3 separate regions of the Mus musculus genome follow, and all the other regions are linked to region 2. The links are chromatin contacts, called in public Hi-C and HiChIP or PLAC-seq maps. All regions are on one chromosome and are shown on one strand. Each heading gives the region's core, a stretch centred on a gene start, on an enhancer-like site or on the middle of the called end of the contact. The rest is flanking DNA. Distances are from core to core; before and after follow the strand shown.

The links. Hi-C and Micro-C count contacts between places; a contact is called where the count stands out from the background. HiChIP or PLAC-seq counts read pairs in DNA pulled down with a chosen protein or histone mark.
Region 1: a Hi-C map of the N1E-115 cell line shows a contact between it and region 2, with 5 times the contacts expected there. The contact joins the enhancer-like site here to the promoter of Pstpip1 in region 2. A contact is called at or near these places in 7 of 39 promoter capture datasets (the 3T3-L1 cell line, 3T3-L1-derived adipocytes, the C10 cell line and 4 more), 1 of 15 datasets of contacts at CTCF or cohesin (embryonic stem cells), 11 of 484 Hi-C or Micro-C datasets (B cells, the Ba/F3 cell line, the G1E-ER4 cell line and 7 more), 11 of 115 datasets of contacts at active chromatin or transcription factors (the NIH/3T3 cell line, T-cell acute lymphoblastic leukemia, bone marrow-derived macrophages and 4 more) and 3 of 9 other capture datasets (embryonic stem cells, liver and macrophages).
Region 3: a contact with region 2 is called in an H3K4me3 HiChIP or PLAC-seq map of bone marrow-derived macrophages, with 5 times the contacts expected there. The contact joins the enhancer-like site here to the promoter of Pstpip1 in region 2. A contact is called at or near these places in 2 of 39 promoter capture datasets (the C10 cell line and pre-B cells), 1 of 15 datasets of contacts at CTCF or cohesin (large pre-B cells), 4 of 484 Hi-C or Micro-C datasets (CD4 T cells, Th1 cells, bone marrow-derived macrophages and 1 more), 11 of 115 datasets of contacts at active chromatin or transcription factors (the 230-238 cell line, the NIH/3T3 cell line, astrocytes and 7 more) and 2 of 9 other capture datasets (liver and macrophages).

Annotation. Positions count from the first base shown.
Region 1 is chr9:56,557,224-56,561,390 of GRCm38.p6, reverse strand. No RefSeq gene overlaps it. Among named protein-coding and RNA genes, the nearest start is that of Gm31529, 21 kb to the left of the region's middle. Within about 2 kb of position 1,565, at least 16 of the 459 cell types and tissues checked have an H3K27ac peak or open chromatin away from gene starts, as enhancers often do. A contact at or near this core is called in the N1E-115 cell line, where this site is marked.
Region 2 is chr9:56,088,085-56,092,224 of GRCm38.p6, reverse strand. Pstpip1 (proline-serine-threonine phosphatase-interacting protein 1) reads right to left here and starts at 2,249. Exons shown (of 15, transcript NM_011193.3): 1 at 1,781-2,249. The coding sequence starts at 1,816.
Region 3 is chr9:56,503,395-56,507,994 of GRCm38.p6, reverse strand. No RefSeq gene overlaps it. Among named protein-coding and RNA genes, the nearest start is that of Gm31529, 75 kb to the left of the region's middle. Within about 2 kb of position 1,869, at least 268 of the 459 cell types and tissues checked have an H3K27ac peak or open chromatin away from gene starts, as enhancers often do. A contact at or near this core is called in the NIH/3T3 cell line, Th1 cells, astrocytes and 10 more, where this site is marked.

The DNA.
Region 1 (4,167 bases), core at 316-2,815, 470 kb before region 2:
ATGTCCTCTATCCTGTCCTGGGGAAACAAGTGGGAAATGAGGCTTTAAAGCCCAGGGGAAACCCTAAAAACTGGGTCAAGCAAAGTCACAAGAGCGGTGGCCACTGTGCTTTGTAGACCAGACCCAGTCATGCTCCCAGAATGGAGGCAGCTGGCACACCAGGGCAGGCGAGGCAGAATGGCAGGAGGGGGAACTGTGATCTCACTGCTTGCCTGACTCCCAGCCATCATCTTTCCAGTGAAGCAGACAGCAAGCAGAGGCATGGATGTCAGAGGGGCTGGAGCAGATGGACTGTCACTTGAAGGACAGACAGCTCCAGGATAGGCTGAGATGAGCCTGGGACCAATTCCATTTTGAGTTAGGAGTGAACAGCCTCTCTGGAGAGTCTTCTTGACTGCAGGTGTTGGTCATTTCCTTCCCACGTTCTTCCTCACCTCTCACTCCCTGTTGCCTTTAGGGGCACGGAGACCAGGGCCTTTCAAAAAGGTTTCCTGAGATGTTTGTGCAAGATCTTGGACAGGAAGCTAGAGGGTCACCCCAATAGCGTGTGCTCTGGGGATATTCTCAGCATTCACCATGCGCAGGGCTATACAGGTCACGTGGTCATCTGTACATGTATAATATGTATGTATACACATACATTAGACAATCATGCTTATACACAAATGCACACAGGTACATACACACACTCACATTTGCACAATATACATTTAGCACCCACACAGCACACTATACGCACATACATACACACGGTGTACATACACATATATGCGTTTGTAACCCAAGGCTTTAGTTGCAGAACTCACCTATCCTTGTCTTTGTCCATAAAACCCTCGTTGTCTATGATCTCTGATGTAGACACAACCCCCTTTGCAACCTCCCATTGCCTCCAGAAGCCAGGGTGACTCAGCCAGGACACATCAATAGGGCACTCTGTCCTAGGTGCCCTCATCCCCTCACACAAAACGGAGGGCCATAGTGAACCAGGGAGAGCATGCGGGTGAGGTAACTGGGAAATGGGTGGGGCTGATGTCTCAATTTACAGATTTGACGATCTTGCAGAGCAAAATGGCCCCATGTCTATGTTCATCCCAGGCCAGCCTCTTCCAACTGAAGGGAAATCCCAGGGCCCCACAGCTAGTGGCACCCAGAGAGAAACAACAGGATGCAGCTCCCTTTGGGGCTTGGTAGATGAAGAGGATCAGAAAAGGTAGTGTCAGCAGGGGTAGCCCCTGCAGAGGAGGGGACATGTGAGCAAAGGTGGAAAGATGGTAAAGTACAAAAGAATAGACCTCAGATAGAATGGCCTCAGGCCTCCCTTTCTTCCCCCCTCCCTCATCTCCCCCCCCCCTCTTCTGGAGGCTCAGAGGGCAGTAGTATGGCTCCCAGTCACAGAGGCACTACCATCCTTATAGCCCAGGCTAGGCAGCCCTTGCTGGCTCCCTGAGGGTGAGCAGCAGCTCCTGGAGAAAGGAGCATGGGTCTCCCTCACAGGACAGGCTCGGGAGAGCTAGGCTGATTGGCAGCAAATGGGGCAGGGAGGCCGTAAATCCCACTGTGCAAGCCTGCCCTGCCCTGCTCTGCAAGGGCACTTAATTTAACCACTGCTGTCACAACAGCTTTGTGGGCCTGCTCACCAGGCCCCTGGAATTTATGACCCCAGAGAGACCTTGTTCTTCAGGCACTGAAAGCCTTTCCCACTGAGCCCAGGATCTACCAAGGCTAAAATCTTGCCCTTCAGGGTGTCTTGGACAAGAGCAGTCCCCCTCTCCTGAGGTGCCTTGGGGTCTCCCCAACTCTAACCATATCCTGCTTCTTACAACAGGACTGAAGCTCTCTAAGATGAGGTGCAGTCAGACAGTTCTGCCGGGCCCTCCTGGGGTACATAGTATCTGGGGGGGGGGGTCCTCTCCCATCTCTTCCAGGGCTTATGAATGGACCTGGCCTTCTGCATCTCCTACCCCTGCATGCTTCTCCACTTAAATGTGGTCCTCCTCCGGGGGCTGCAGACCCTTGTCACCCTGGGTCAGGGAGCAGAGCATTCATTGACTGCACTGGCAGCCGGAAGCCCGCAGCAGCTCCTCAGGCATCCAAATGAAGTTCCACCAGGTCTGCTAATCAGGCTGGATTATCTACATAATCCTCTCCATCCCAAGGCCCCATGCCTGCTTCTAAATGAGGAACAATGATGTCTCCTGACCTTGGGCCACAGAGGAGAGACCAGGAATACTAATACTTTACTCTTCCTCCCTAAGGTCACAAGAGGCTCCTGGCGCCTTCCTCCTCAAGTGACATCCTACTGATGGTACCCCTTATGAATACGGTCAGCATGGAGCCAGGCCTTGCAGGGCTTCTGTTTGAACTAGGCAAGCTTAGATGTGCATCCCAGTCAGGTGGGTCTTTTGCTGTATGACCTTGGAGAAAATGTTCAGCTATCCTGAGTCTGTGTCCTCTCTCAGGGAATCATAAGATTGCTGGGAGGTGAGGTTTGCTGGAAGGTGAGATGCACAAGGCCTCCAGCCCAGGGGCTAGGATACCATAGGTGCTCAGTGGACAATGCCCTCTTCATAAAGTATGATGGAATCTCACTACTTCGAAGCAGAAGACCACCAGAAACAACTATAACTAGTTTTAGCTGGCTGGGTAGACAATGCCATTCTTTCCTAGGGGGGAAAAAAACCACTGAGCCTAAGAGACTGACAAAACTCTGAGCCAGAGTTCTGGAGGCCTCCAAGATGCCAGCTCCTCCTGTCTTCTCCTGGCCCAGCAGATGGACCAGGTCATGCCTCCCAGACACTAGCAAATATGCCTATCCAACCCTCTGCTCCTTCATCAAACTACCAATCTTCCTTCCTTCCTTCCTTCCTTCCTTCCTTCCTTCCTTCCTTCCTTCCTCCCTCCCTCCCTGCCTGCCTGCCTGCCTCCCTCCCTCCCTCCCTCCCTCCCTCCCTTCCTTCCTTCCTTCCTTCCTTCCTTCCTTCCTTCCTTCCTTCCTTCCTTCCTTCCTCCTTTCCTCCTTTCTTTCTTTCTTTCTTTCTTTCTTTCTTTCTTTCTCTCTCTCTCTCTCTCTCTCTCTCTCTCTCTCTCTCTCTCTCCCTCTCTCTCTCTCTCTCTCTCTCTTTCAAATGGAGTCTCACTACATAGGCCTGCTACCCTGAACTCTCTAGAGATTTGCTTCCCTCTGCCTTCCAAGTGATGGTATAAAAGGAGTGCCCCATCACACCCAGCCAGAGCCCACTAAGCTTGAACAGACCCAAGACAAGGATCTAAAACAGCAGAGAAGAGACCTGCTGCAAAGATAGGGTGGGGGAGCACAGAGCATCTCCCCTCAGCCCTGAGGCTCAGATAAGCTGGTCTCATCTGCAAGAGGTGGGGAGTGTGGGAGGGACCTGGGCTCTCTTCTAGTCAACCTCTGAATCTATTCACTGCACCTGTAACAAGAAGCCCTGTTCCCTGTGTGGCCAGCTCTGTAAGGGCTTCTGCAGGAGCCAGTGGAGGGAGTAGGAAGTGTCTGTCATGGACTTCATGTGGATACAGGCTACCTCACCTATCGGCTGCATAAAGAACATGGGCCACAGTCAGGCCTGAAGGACCCAGAGCCCAATATCCTGAGCCAGCTTCCATGTAAAGGCAGAGAAATTAGTGGATGCAGAGAAGACAAAATCTAGAAACTGGAGGAGTGTCAATCAAGCATTCTCCCTGGGAAGCCAGTCATCCTTAGGGAACAAGATGAATGGGCTTCTTACAGAGGGCAAAAGTGTCCTCACATCACAGGCTAGTGAGGGACAGGACCAGGACTCCTGAAGCACAGTTGGTGCAACAGGGTGCCTGTGCCAATGAAGGGATGAAAGGAGAGGCGAGGATGTGAATGGATAAAGAGGAGTCTACAAAACCAGCTGGGGACTGGCTTTGCCCTTCCCTACCCTTCACATGGGAAGAAGGGAAGCAGAGAGCCCCGGGGAAGACTTTGGGGGTGACAGAAGGGTAAGTATAAGTGCTGATGGCCCCTCAAGGCCTGGCCTCCACCCCCAGGCTTTGGGAGGCTGGGAGGGATGGGGCCCCAGCCCCTCTAATAGATTCTTCTTTGATCATGTTTTCATGACCTTTGTAAAAGGCAATTTAAATTCTAATTGTCCTGTGAGTACCAAAGGAATCAATTAGAGACAA
Region 2 (4,140 bases), core at 1,000-3,499:
ATAAAATTTCATTAAAAAAGAAAAGACTGGATATCCTTTCCTTTTCTTCCTTTCTCCATAACTACACCCACTGCCTCTCCCTGTCACTTGAGACAAGCTCTTACCATGCAGACAAGGCCTGCTTTATTTCAACTTACTTTGGCTCTCTTCTCTCTGCCTAAGCTGAGATTGCAGGCATTTGCCACCGCTCTAGGCCTAAGACTATTTACTGCCAGGCTGCAGGATTCAAAGGCAGTTGAATGGGTCCCACTGTCCACTTCCTCCTTGTCTCTGCTCTGCCTTCCCTGGGAAGCTTCTCCTAACCAAGGCCCTGGGAGCCACTGTGAAGAGAAGCCCAGGATGCCAGCAGCAGTCCAGAGGTGTAGCCAGTACAGGGCATGGCGAGACATTACCTAGGAAGCAGCCCCGGGGAAGCTGGGTCCTACTGCTGCCACCACGCCCTGATGTCTTATATGTCATCCTTTTGCCTGGTCCCTGCCACTGGGCTGCTGCTTTTCTTGGCTTTGATCTGGGGAAGTTGAGGCCAGACATTTGGGATTGGGATTGAGACACTAGGGATAAAATGGACCAGGGTTTCTGGCCTTCCTGGGTTGCAGGTTTCTAAGTCAGAGCAGCGATTGGATTCACCTTGAGCAATGAGCACCCCGGTGAATGAGATGGCCAAAGCAGCTGCTTTCATCTGCAGCTCTGGACTGGTCCTACACTCTTCTCTGTAAACACAGGAAAACTGAGGCCCAGACAGGTACAAGGTGCCCTCTCCAGGCAAGGCCCTCTGTCCTCTGTGAAGTCAGTTTCAAGGGAGGAAGGCCACTCATACTTTAGCACAGACCCCAAGCAAAGCTGGCAGAGAGGAAGGAAGGTGGCTTACTAACCCTCATCCTCCTGGCTTTGACCTTAGGAGTGGGCCCTGGGTGAGTAAAAGGTCCTGAGAGTCCCCTGTGGTGTTGGAGAGTTATCCTCAGGAGAAAGACATCCCCAGCTTTAACCAAAAGGTCTCAGCCTTGTGTCTCCAAGGGACAGTCAGGGGTGGAGGAGACTAGGGGAAGCTGAGGGAAAAGTGGAAAAGCAGGAGAGCTGGGCAAGCGCTGTGGCCTCTACTGCCCTCCTGGCTAGGTTTCCTCATCTCACCGGCAAAAAGATTTGTTTTACACCTGCCCTGAATTTGAAACAGCAGGCAGGAAGTTGCCTAGCCCAGCTGCCTTGTTCATGAACCTGAGGTATGCAGAGATCAGAGACTGGGTGAAAGAGTTTTAACTCTGGCAAGGCACCAGGGCTTTACTGCATTGGATCACCTTCAGTTGTCAAATATCTGTACTTATCTCCATTATACAGATGTAGAAACTGAGGCCCAGAGAGAAACAGCAACCGACCCAGCCCTTACAAAGCTGAGACCCGAACCAAACTAAAGTTGGTCTGGTGTCTGGGCTGCTGACTTCTCCCTTGTACACTCCTCCCTATGTATCCTCCTCAAATCCTCCATTAGGCTGTCCTGGTGAGCTCTGCCGCTGGGGCAGCATGCCCCTGAGGAGAAACAGCCTGAGGCCATCCCTCTGGCTGTGGGGGTGATGTCTGTGAGAGAAATTCATTATCTTAGCCAGGGCCCCTCTTTTGCCTTTCATGTCAGTAGAGACTGTGGCCCAGGCCACCTCCATGATAATTAAGACCAAAGTCAAGGCACAATTTTTATGGGGAAACTGTACCCCTATGTCAGTCTCCAAGGTGATTCCTGCCTGGCTGGACCTGTTCGGCAAGCTCACCGCCCCCAGTCGACTCCACTCACCCAGAAGGCATCTCGGAACTGCAGCTGGGCCATCATCCTCCAAGGGCGTCTGTTGTGTCAAATGCTAGCACTCCTGCTTCAAGCAGGGCTGAACATGGGCCAGGAGCCAGGAGCACGTCCCAGTCCCAGCGCGGCTAGCCCAGGCCCTCCCTCCCACTCCCAGCCGGCGCCGTCTGAAACGCTCAGAAGGCAGCCACAAGCCAGAGGCAACTGCCGGAGGAGGAAAAAGGCTCAACCTGTTTTGTTTGGGGCTAGAATCAGCAGCGAAATGAGGAAGGAGCCCTGCCCAGTGATGGAAGGGTGGGCCACGATTTCCAGCCTAGGCTCTCGCCAGCCCCACTGATGGAGGAGGACGCAGGCTGAGGCCCAGGGCAGGCAGCCCAGGTGGCAGGCAGAGGCTGGGAGAGAGGAAGGATGTGCACAGGCCAGGCAGGCAGGCAGGCAGCCTGAGGCCGGCACAGGAAGGTTTGTGCAACCTCCCCCAGGGCAGGCGCAGGGCTCTAACCCACAGGAAGTTGAGCTGCTGAGTTTCTCCTGCACAGCCCCAGCCCCGCCTGCCACCTGCCACCCTGCTGCCTGCTCAAGTCCTGGCCCAGTTTAGCTTTAGAACTAACAAGTTAGGAATCTCATGACTGTTACTCTCGCCGGCCCCAAGAGGTTAGGTTCTTAGGGTCTCACCCCGGAAAAGGACGTCCACCATTCATTCCAACTTTAGCAGTTCATGCCCTAGACTAGGTCCTACCCTCAAGTTGCTCACAGCACGGGGCGGACTCAATTGCGGTCCTGGTCCCGGGGCTATGAGAGTGGAGACTTGTTTTGAGAAGGTAACTAGCTAAGGGACCTCAGTGTGATGAGGCACGGGTCCTTGACCCCGTGCAAATCTTCACCCATTCCATCTTCAGTTCATAACTGTGATAGAGGGAGACAGGAGTCTGGAGACTCAGGCTCAGCTTTTGTTTAGTTTGGATTCTGCCCTTCACTAGTGGACGGACCTTGATTGACCTAACTCAGAGCCTCAGCCTCCCCATCTGTCACTTCCAGTCTCTGGGAAAGTGTTTCGTATCAAGAATGCCTCTGGAATTTCTCTTTGTAGGGCAAGCAGGTCCTGGGGAACCCTTTCCAGACAGGGTTTGCCCACTCAGCAGAAGAGGCCTCTGGAGTCCTGAGCCCGGGGTGGGCTGGTGAAAAGAATGAGTCAGAGACTGTCCACAAATCACCACCCTTACCGAGGCTTACCTTAGGACCAACTGGGTTGATCAGACAGCTGAGTTCCCAAGTGTGGGTTACACGTGCCAGGGCTTAAAGAGAGGCACACCCAGGCTTCCCTAAACACCCCCAAGAAGAAGCACAGCAGGCCTGCTGCTGGAAGCCCTTCTCTCTAGAATCCCGGGGCTTGAGCTAATGAGCATCTTTTAAAAAGAGATTCATTTCTAATTTTTATTTGCGTGATATGTGTGTGTGCTAGGTATGTACAGATGCCTGTAGAGGCTAGAGGAGGGCATCCAATCCTTTGGAGCTGCCTAATGTAGGTGCTAGGAATCGAACTCTGATCCTTTAGAAGAACACCAGTCACTCATAACCACGTGGTGTAAGTTACCTTAACCCTACAGGCCCTCTGCTGAAGCTACTTTTATTGTTACAGATTGGCCAACTCAACATCTCCATCTGTAAAATGGGATGAAACCTTGAAATCAGAAAGCAGACCAGAGTCCTTTGTTACCAGGAGCCTTGTTTTAACTGACAGGAAAAGCCCAAGCTGGGGTCCCTGCTGACCTCTCCAGGAATCTCTTCCCTTCAGTCTGCTGGGTGAGTCCAGCCCCCACCCCACCCCCAGAGTCTACACCTCCAGATGCAGCCACATCAAAAGAAGAAAGGGAAAACCCAAGTTGTCTTCTCCAAAGTCCTGTTCGTCAGCCTCTTGGGAGATCTTCCCTGGTATCTCATTGGCTAAGAATAGATGGTACTTCAGCATCATCACCATCACAGCAGACCCTTGGGGCTGTCATAGATGCTGGAGAAAGTTACAGTGACCATGAGACCCCCCCCTCCTCAGCTTAGAGCCACAAAGAATGCTGGTGACAGGTCTGCCAGGAGAGGAGGCAGATCTGGTTTCTACCCTAATGGAATTACAGGCAAGTTCCAGAAAGATCTCTCCTTATTGAGTGGAACCAGAAGACAGTGTTGTGATGAGAAGGAGGTAAATGAAGAGGGGGTGGGGAGAGAGTTGCAAGGACGGTTAGAGGCCTGGATGGTGCTACCAGGAAGGCCGAGGGAAGCTGTGGAGTGTAGAGGAGACAGAGAGAAGATAGGACTGGATGGAGACGTTCAAGAAGCCTCAGAAGATGGAACTGTGTGTTAGC
Region 3 (4,600 bases), core at 620-3,119, 420 kb before region 2:
AGAGAACCAGTGCCAACAGCTTTTCTAGGTACACAAGGCAGATTCAAATACCCATTTAACAGATGGCACAAACTAAGTCTGTAAGAAATGCAGACCTGTCTCAGGCCCCAGCAGAGTTAACAGCTGCAGGAAGCAGCTTGCACCATGCTTGGCTATCTCAGTTGGGGAAACGCTAAGCTTGTGAAGGGACCTGGAGCCAAAGGCCCACTGGAGTGGCATGAGGAGGAGGGAAAAGCACTTCAGGTTCAAGTTGCTAGTTTTGCAGAGTGTAAAATTACCGTACAAGTCCTAGAGAATAAACAGAGTTAACACCCCATTAAATACAATGGACTTTCGCCGTGTGCGCCAGACGTGCTAGGACTGAAACTAGCTGAGCGGGAGGGAAATGTATCACACCCGCTGCCTTCATGCTTCCAAAGAAGAAAAATCCAGAGCAGGGGTAAGAAAGCCCCGGCAGCGGCTCTGCAGGCTCAGGGCTGAGGACCCGGTAATGAAGTCTTTCTGGAAGGTAGGAAGGGCTGTGTGCAGTGTGCTATTTTTAAACCTGCTGTAGTGGCAGTTGTATTCCTGCCCTGGCACTTTCTCTTGCAGAGGAGGGGCTCGGGGGAATGCAGCCAGGAATTTAGATGCTATTTATTGTATTTCCTTTTATCAGTCAAATGATTTTCTTATTTCCCACGTAGATAAAGATCTTGCGCTCCCAGCTTCGGCTTGTTGACCTTGTCAGGACCGCTGTGCTGTCTGGAAATTGGTCCCAGAGAGAGAGAGAAGGGCATTGTTGTTAGGGGCTGTTTGGTGGTTTGGGTTTTCAGTCCTCCCAGCAGAGAGGAGCTCAGTTTGCCAAAAATAAACAAATAAAAATCTTCCCCTCAAAACAGAAACTGATTGTCTTATGCCTTCTATTTTTCTCTTGCAAAACTGAAAGGTTGTCCAATAAGTTTGCTTCAGTAGCTTTCTGCACCTGGCTTGGGAGCTTGGGCAGCGCGCGCGCGCGCGCGCGCGCGCACACACACACACACACACACACACACACTTCTCTCCCTCCCCTCTTTCTTCCTCATTTCTTTTCCTTCACCGTTTCCCTTCCTTTCTCCTCCTCTCCCTCTCTTCTTCCTCTTTATCTCCCTCCTTCTCTCTCCCTCCTCCCTCTCTTCCTCCCTACGCCCTTCCTTTTCTCCCATTTTCTACCTCTTTCCTCTCTCCTTCTCCCCTTCTCTCCTTCTCTCGCTCTCTGTCGTTTCCCCTCCCTCAACCCGGCGAATCGACTCTGGCAGTGCTGCAGAGCCTTCTTCTTGGCAGGAAACAGGGCAGAGGGCGGGGCCTCCCTCTGTCTGTGTTGCCAGCTCCTGGAGGTGGAGATGCCAGTATGCCTGAGCTGAGCCATGGCAGCTTCCACTCTGCTGGAAGCCTCGGAGGCAGCCAGGCCTCTGCCAGCGCCTTCCAAGGGCACAATGAGGCCACAGGGCTGCCTCTCGGCCAGAGGCCTCCTCGTGGGCACGCTGCCCCTATTGTCTCGCCTGGCTTGGGATTGCTGGCTAGGTTCTCATGCAGAAGTCAGCGCCACTGCCTCTCACCTCGGAACTAGCTCAGCAGATGCTGCGGGAGGCTGGAGTTTTATAGCAAATCCTCATTTTTGGCTGGCTCGCAGCTACAGAACATCAAAAGAACCAGCTAGTCCGAGGGCAGCCAGCCTCTTGCAGGCTCGCAGTGGGAAGAAAAAGGAGGTGCAAGGCCTCCAGCATGCCACGGTGAGCCAAGGTTTTAACCAGGAACTTGCTTTCCAGACCCCTCGGGTCCTTTCCCTCCACCGCGGTGCTGTCTGATCTGGACAGCAGAGGGCGCTGCTTCCTCTGACAGCACAGCGACCCAGTCTGGCTTCCCACATCTGGAAATGGGCTCTACCACTCTTACGAAATACCAGAGAGCCGGGGATCTGTCTGTGTGAGACGTGCTGGCACCCGAATGCACACGCATACACATCATGAATTCCACTTTCTCATGAGTTAGATTTCCCGTGAAGAGCGCTTGTGGAATGTGGGGAATTTGCCTTGCCAAGGCGGCCAGCACATCCTATTCTTGGGCTTGTCTGGCCCAGGTTGGAATGCTTGGATGGACCACCCTCTGGTCTGAAGCCTTTACCCTCCCCTCCCACGTGGAGAGGGGAAGAAAAATGGGAGACCTCCCAGATCTTTTTCTCAAGGGAAGAAAATTAAAAATGTTCAGCGCTGACCTTATAGGCCTTCCTGATGAAAGCAGATGTGGACAGCCAAGCAGCTTCCTAATTACAAGAGATTAGGAACGCCAAAGTGACAAGCCAAGGATGGAGGAGGACAGGGCTGAAGCCAGCCAAAAGCCCTCGTTGCTATTCTGAGTCTGCTCTCCAGACTTCTGAAAGCTGCATGCATTTAAATGTCCACATTTTCTGCAGAAGCCAGAAATCTCTACTTCTCTTGGCCAAACAACACATCAGTCTAATATGGTGTGAGAGAAATATGTTACATTCTTTTATGAACAGAATGTTAACATCAACCAGAATCAATATTTATATCCAAGAACACAATGAACTGGCTTGTTTTGGACTGCACGAGTTTAAGACTGGGACATTGGGAAAGAGTGGGGGGCCCTTCCCTCCCCACCCCTGAAAGACAGACAGGCTGAGGCTCAGGCATCCCAAAAGCGTTCTGCTTGGAAGTCTGGCCTTGGGTCCTTTCCCTGCCCTGCAGGGCTCCTGTCTCTTGGGATTGTAAGAAGAAACCAGAGCAGCAGGCGAAGCCGGATTCCATGATGAGGTGCAGGATGTGAACCCGCATCCTGTAGGCAGGTCAAGGCCTCCTCCTGTCAAGCTAGGAGAGAAGGGCCAGGGCCAGGCCTGCATCCGGCCTTTCCTGCTGAACTCAGACTACTAGGTGCTGACACAGGACAGAGGGACACTCGGAAGCTGACAAGGACCAGAAGGGAGTGTTGCCCCTATGTAGGTGGATTTTTTTTTTTTTTTTTTTTTTTGGACCAGGCAGTTACTTTCAGGTGAGGCAGGGGCTGGGAAAGAGGCCGAAGCATCCCTACCTCCATCAAATAAATGTCTTTATTCCTTCACATTGACTTTTTTTTTTTCTTCCAACTTTTCCTCCTCTGGAGTCAGCTACTTGCTCCCTGCATGTAAAATCTTTACCTAATTAAAACAAAAACAAAGGTCTTTCCCAGATGATCTTGTGTTTCCTGGCAACACTGAATCTCAAAAGGGAACTTCCTCTCCACCCTCGCAACCCATGGACTCAACGGGGGCTCCTTTTCCCCAGCAAACCAGCCCTCTTGGTTTTGTGATGAGGCACTGAGTACTAGACCCTTGCAGCAACCGCACTTGTCTCTCATTAAATACCTGCAGCTCATTACTGCATACCCTGCAGCAATCCTCACTGCCTTAATAGACGAGATCTTCAGGAACGATCCTTTGGTTGAGAGTGAAGATTAAGGCATGATTAATCTTGGCCCCCTTTAACTGTGGGTCAAGTCTTCAGAGTGGGAAACCCCTCGGGGCATGACCACAGCTGATAATCTTTTTGTAGTCTCCAGCCTTTCCCCAGGTGTTTAGTTGCTGCCCCGTGCTTGGCTCATCCTGTAGCCTTCACCCAGATCTTTTCTATCTTGAGACAGGGTCTCACTCTGTAGTGCTAGCTGGCCTGGAACTCACTATGGAGATCAGGCTGCTTCAGCCTCCTGAGTGTTGGGATGCTAAGCCTATCCTGCCATGCCCAGCTTTTCATACAGTTCCAAGAGACAAACAGGAAACATCCCAAGCACACTTGCTATAAAATCAGCCAACATAAACAGATACTGCCACGCCAGAGGAACGTCTGGAGTATTCTTTCCAGATGCACAAGTTCCCTTGTTGAATCTCTTGCAGGAAGCATATGCAAGAACAGGCTCTAATAACTGCAGAGATGCTAGCTGATCTAAGCTAGCTAGAAAAGCTCCTCTGTCCATGTGCTCTTCTGGAGTCAAGGGAAGGGGAGCATAGTCATGGTTGGGGTAAAGCAAAGTTTGAACATGAAATCTTTACCAGGGGCAGGAGAGCTCATAGGTGACCTGGCTCCCTGTAAGTCTACCCCGTGTTACTCCATGTCCAAACTTAGCTCTCAAGAGTAGCCCATTAACAGAGATGCTTTGGCACTTCTTTACAGTAAACGAACACACCACAAAGACCTTGCTTCCAGCCACTTCTATCTGCCCCAGCCTGCCTTCCCCCAGCTCTCCAGAGGGCCTGCCCATCAGAGCCTCTCTTCCCACCCCGCCCACCTATAACCCCTGCTGCATTTTGCTCTTTCTTTATCTCTCTCTGGGATTACAGGCATTCTCCACTCTGCCCATCTTAGACATGTTATTTATGGCTTTGTGGGGGAGCACAAGCATGTCTATATGACACACTTTAAATATTTTGATAGCTATCTTCTAATATAGTGGATTTCTTAACATTTTTTCATGTTATTTTGAGACACCGTGTAGCCCTGGCTGGCTGGGAACTTTGTAGACCAGGTTGGTCTCAAACTTGGTGAGATCCACCTGTCCCTGGCTCCTGGATGCTGGGATTAAAGACATGTGCCTG